2 separate regions of the Mus musculus genome follow, and region 2 is linked to region 1. The links are chromatin contacts, called in public Hi-C maps. All regions are on one chromosome and are shown on one strand. The core of a region is the stretch at or near the end of the contact, and the rest is flanking DNA. Distances in the headings are between cores, read along the strand shown. Region 1 overlaps Gm11266 (predicted gene 11266). Region 2 overlaps Nfib (nuclear factor I/B).

The links. Hi-C and Micro-C count contacts between places; a contact is called where the count stands out from the background.
Region 2: a contact with region 1 is called in a Hi-C map of stem cell-derived neural stem cells, with 2.5 times the contacts expected there. The contact joins two enhancer-like sites. A contact is called at or near these places in 1 of 15 datasets of contacts at CTCF or cohesin (the NIH/3T3 cell line), 8 of 484 Hi-C or Micro-C datasets (Sertoli cells, embryonic stem cells, muscle stem cells and 3 more), 5 of 115 datasets of contacts at active chromatin or transcription factors (craniofacial prominence, embryonic stem cells, kidney and 1 more) and 1 of 9 other capture datasets (embryonic stem cells).

What each region holds. Positions count from the first base shown.
Region 1 is chr4:82,540,697-82,543,396 of GRCm38.p6, reverse strand. The region is part of intron 1 of Gm11266 (predicted gene 11266); the gene reads right to left. Among named protein-coding and RNA genes, the nearest start is that of Gm11266, 34 kb to the right of the region's middle. Within about 2 kb of position 1,271, at least 38 of the 459 cell types and tissues checked have an H3K27ac peak or open chromatin away from gene starts, as enhancers often do. A contact at or near this core is called in stem cell-derived neural stem cells, where this site is marked.
Region 2 is chr4:82,343,601-82,346,300 of GRCm38.p6, reverse strand. The region is part of intron 6 of Nfib (nuclear factor I/B); the gene reads left to right. Among named protein-coding and RNA genes, the nearest start is that of Nfib, 160 kb to the left of the region's middle. Within about 2 kb of position 1,275, at least 74 of the 459 cell types and tissues checked have an H3K27ac peak or open chromatin away from gene starts, as enhancers often do. A contact at or near this core is called in stem cell-derived neural stem cells, where this site is marked.

The DNA of each region.
Region 1 (2,700 bases), core at 22-2,521:
AAGTATTCTTTACGGGGCAATCATGAGATCCCTAGTAGTGATGATAATAATAATAAACTGTGCCCATTGCACAGAGATAACAGTTGAAAGGCAGTGCAGAAGGAAGGGGCCGCCTGGAGGCATAACCGACTGCTCACGTCAGAGACAAGACATACAGGTTTGAGGAGTGGAAAACTCTCAGTGGCGCCATAATTCTTCCCCGGGGCTGATCACCTGACTAGATGAGGAATAGCTGTAATTGTTGATGGCAACTCAGTCTGGTCTTCATACCTATTTGCAGAAAAATGTTAGCCAGATTATAGCTGAAAACCCTGCTAATTCTGGAGAAGTTTTTGGTCTAGTGCCTAGAACAATTAAAGCATGTATTCACACCTACCACATGCGACACTGAGCAGAATTTCCAGCACAACACTTAGTACTTTATTTTTAAAAGAAATAGCAGAGACTGAGTGGTGCTCGCTCACTCTCCAGCTTCCTAGCTGGGTTTTCACTTGAGACTGGAGGGTGAGGGGCTTCTGAGCTGAAAAGAGATATATTTTTTGCGCTTTTAGAAAATCTTTGCTCAGAATCAGGAAACTTTGGATGCTAAAATGTGCCTGCACCTGCAAAGAAATTAACAAATTCCATTTGCAGGGCTCCGAGAAAAGATGGCTCAGTGTACCAGTTATTCAACCCTGGAGCTTAAGGGAGCCCTTGAACATCTTATTCAAAACTCTTTACTTTTAAGAGAAGGAATAAGGGGTTCTGAAATTTTAAATGGTTCCCCTCAAACCAGATCATCACCCACAAGGCAGAATTATTGTTTGCAGACCAACCAAAAGGGTTTGCTTTTAAACAAGCTTTGTCCTGCTAGCCTAAATTTTATGCAAAGAAAACCAAATAAAATACAGTAGCCCGCATGCAGCACACAGCTCTCTCTAGAGCAGTCTCTACTTGGACTGCAGAATTGAGAAAGGAAGGTCAAATTCCACTCCAAGGTGCTTAGCAAACAAAAGAAACTTTTCTGTGGTTGGTTTAGGAAGCTCCTGGCTGCTGGTCTCCACACAGCTCTCTGGAATCCGATATGAATCTAACACCAGAGGGCGCAGTATCCTTTGTCCTGGTGTCCTTCAGAGCCTTGAGACAGGCTCTGAAGCCTTGCTGGTCTTAAGAAACTCGATTTTCCTCTACTTACACATTTCTTGGAACCAGCTGAATCCCCAGGCTTCTTCATCTCATCTCCTTCCTTCCTAGAGGCCACCAGATTCTCCAAACAGTCTTGTGTGCATGCTGCAGGCTTTAGCAGGAAGGACTAGCGGCCTTCCCATGGCTGTGTCTCTGCTAAGCCTAGGAGACCCTACCAGTGGCCTATTGTCACTTCTCATCATGATCCAAAAGAAAGATGCAAAGCAAAAAAAATTTTTAAATCAGGACAAAATGAGCATCACGTGAGAAAAGGCACATATTCATTCTTTCTACTCACAAAAGAAACGTAATAAATGAAAGAATTGTTCCTGGGAAACTGTTACCCTCTTACAGGCATGTGTCCCCAACAGTCTGTGACTAGCTTTTGGTAGTAAATACTTACCAAAGGGACAGGCCTAAGCATCTGGGGGGTGGGGGACACACCTCTGCTACTCTCGGTCACCCACTCAATACAGTGTACCTATATCTCTCTGTGCCCTAACCAACTTCAGCAGGAAGAAATCTACTCCACACATGCTAACGTCTTCCCATATGAGATACCCTGCACTCCTGTTCCCACAGATAAATGAGCATCTCCTGTAACCACCAACCACCAAAAGCACAGCCTTCTGCAAAGTCCCCAAATTTGCTGTATGTGGCAGCTCAACCTTTAACCTCAGCACTCAGGAGGCAGAGACAAGCAGATCTCTGTGAGTCTGAGCCCAGTCTGGTCTGAATAGCCAGTTCTAAGAGAGAGACAGCTCCCCCTAAAACAAAAACAAAAACACAATTTTCCATTGTTCCATCTGCATAGAGGATCCTAAAGACATCTTAGAAAAAAAGCAATTACATTTATAGAAAGAGGATTTAAATTTGCACAGCCCCTTTTCTTATCTCTCATTGAAGTCTCCCAACAACTCTAAGAGATAGTCAAGGAAAGCCATAGCTTAATGGGCATTCCCCAGCCCTGGCTACCACAGGATGGAGGCAGCCTTAGGGTCTTGGTCATGAAGCTTGGAGAGGAACAGTTTATACAATTACAAGGCCTAGGACGTATACAATTATTACAGATAATTAATATGGTCTCAGTGTCTGAAAACATGTAGCAATTTTGGCTCCTGAACAGGACAGAAAGAAAAAAAGAAAGAAAGAAAACAAAAAGCTGCTATCAACTCTCGTCTTGTAACTTTTTTGATCACAATGTTTCACTCACAAATTTCACATACATCTTATTAGTTCACAGAGAGCAATGGGAAGGGCTGAGCCTGGAGACAGGCAGCCATGTTGTGTTTACTTGAGAGCATTTCTCTTCGACTCATAGAAAGATGATAGCATTTGTCAGGTATATACTCGGCCACTGAGATGAAAACTATAGGTGGTATTTTGGGAGGAAGAGTGAAGCTGAAGGCTTTCACTTTCAGTTTATGTTTTTATATTACTTGAAGAAATTTGATTTATGCCTGTCTTCCTATTATATCTTTTACATTTTGCTGGGGCTAATGAGACTCGTCAGAGCTGCTAGGAAGATGACTTATG
Region 2 (2,700 bases), core at 26-2,525, 200 kb after region 1:
GTTCAACTAGCCATGGCTTTATCTAAGCCTGAGTGTAAAATGATCCAATAATACACTTGTAATACAGAGTTGAAAGTTTCTGAATGGAAAATATAATGGCTCCTCAATCTGATAAATAATAAGGCAATCTGTAATTTTAGATAAAATAGCAACTTAAAAGGACTCTTCGTGCAGTTAAACTTTAGGATTGAGATAATTAGGCTCATTCAACATTTATCAGAGTCTTATCATATGACAAGGATTTTTATAGATATTGGGCACACAAATATTATTAAGTTAGAATATTATTAAGCTCTGGTCCTGCTAAACAGAAAAATAATTGTTATTTATTAAAAGGGGCTTTATCAAAAATAAGTAAAGTGAGTGACAAGGGACTATCTTTATGCTTTGAAACCAACTCACTTCTGAAGCACCGTGAGCTATAAATCTTTACATAAAATCAATAAGACAGCACCTTAGAAAAGTTGTCCCAAGCTATATACTGATTTGCCATTAGTTAGAATTTTAAATTTAACTCTTGAGACCACGTAGACATCATGTTCCGATTACAGCAAATTCTTGGAAATATAGTTACTAAGTTTTTAAAAATATTCAACAGCAGACAATGCAGCTCCATGGTAGATAGAGTGCCAGCTGGGCATGTACAAAGATCTTGGGTTCCATTCCCAGCAGCACGCACACACGCACGCACGCACGCACGCACGCGTGCACACACACACATCCTGTTCTATAAAGAACTCTCTGCAGCACATCTTTCTGAAGTTTTGTATATTTGTACGTTCATGCCACTAACTTTGCGAATATTTTCCTCAGTGAAATAGTCTCTCCTGTGCTAACCTTCAGTTTGTACTGTCTAACGCTCTCTGAGGGATAGTGGTAGCCCTCAACAAATGGATTCAAGCAAAGGACCCGCAGGAAAAGTGGGAGCTAGAGATGAACGTTGTCTCTTGAGTTAAAGAAGAAATAAGTAAGGGTACCTGGAGTGAGGTACCATGTGAGAGAAACAGATTCAAGACCAGTACCACTTAATGTGAGTTTGGGAAGTGTTCCTAGACATGCTAGATATGAGTGGTCTACTAAGTTTGGAAAGTTCTGGTTTAACTCAGCTCAAACTCTTTTCTTTGCTGACTGAATATGTAGAGTATTAAATATACTGTTGTGTGCTGTTGCTTTCCGGGAGAGGCTGCTGACTTGATTAGCATGCTTATTGTGTGTGTGAGTTCAGAAGCCTCCCTCCCCCACACTAGGGAGGAGTTAGAGGGAGCATTAAGTCCAAACTTTGGGCAAGTGCCAGAACGCAGACTTTCTGTTTGATGAAGGCTGGAATCTCAAGGTTTCTGTGGGCTTGGGAGCTGAGTGAGCCCACAGCTTTCATGCTTGGCTGGGTAGCTGTTCCCCGAGAGTCATTAACGTTAAAAGCAGTCCTGGAGAAGGCAGGGGGTGACCTGGCAGGCAAAACTTACCAGCTGCCTCTGGGGACCCACTGACCACCAGTTCTGTTATGTTCTTGGAGTAGGCATCACCACAATCAAATAGCAAATCTTCAAGTATCAATTTCTTTTAACGTGAAAAGTAAAAACGGAGCTAACATCCTTTGATGGGATAAATGTGCATAGGAGCGGGTTGGAATTTAATGTATAAGCCCAGTTTTAAAGCTTCCTTCAACTTCCTGAGAAAGTATCCGAAGACAGGATTTGTAGCTGAGTGCCTTCTCCCCCCACCTCACTCCATGCCACTTTGGTATCAGAAAGCCAACCTCAGAGCCCCCCACCATGTCTGGATTATTTCCATCATCTACACTGCTGAGGGTGGAAAAAAATGAAAAGAAAAGAAAATCACATGACCATCTTCCAAACAGAAAGGAGAACAGTAAATTGTTCCTGAAGGCTCTCGTTAGAGTTCCTCTTGTTGCCTGCTAATTAACAGATATCTGTCTGCCTTTCATGTGCTTGAATGGAGACCGGCATGTTGGGTGGGGCAAGCTTGTGCGCGTGTTCCAAGGGCCCATACTGGCTAATATGGAAAAGTTGAGCTCTGGTTTCGTACTCTGGAAACTTAATGATTTAAAAGCACCAATTTTTCAGGGAAAAAAAAAACCCTAATACATAATTAGTTCCAAATAATAACAGCTGTTTGATAACGCAATGAAACAGATGAAAATTGGCAAGTAGGAGCCCCAAAGACGCTGAGTCCTGGGGTATCTCGCAGAGTTCTACGGCATAGTCAAACTGTATGCTTTAACTTGGTTTACGTGTTGATTTACAGTTGAAGCTGGAGAAGTTTGGAAAGTCAGAGTAACTGGACTAGCAATAACCTACACAGTGAGAACTTGATTTTCTAGACAGATCACAAGGTGCTGCAACCCTTGTGCATTATTCAAGAGAACTGGACAGGGCCAGTTTCTCTCCAGGTGATAGGCCTTGCTCAGGGGGAAGAGACCCAGCCTTTCCCTCACAAGTCTCCTCAGGAAGAGAGTTTTTCTGGAGAGCTTCATCGATGATCCTGTTAGGCCTTATAGAATAAAACAAGAGAATGAAAATGAATCTGTGCATTTCTCAGGGTTCTGAAAGAATTCTCAGAACACAATTGTTATATATAAGATATACAAATACACGTGCCTAAAACCAAATTATGAGGGCTGGGATTAGAGACTTTTGCCTGAAAGTATCACAAGTGAAGTGGTTTTGAGGAGTAAATGTG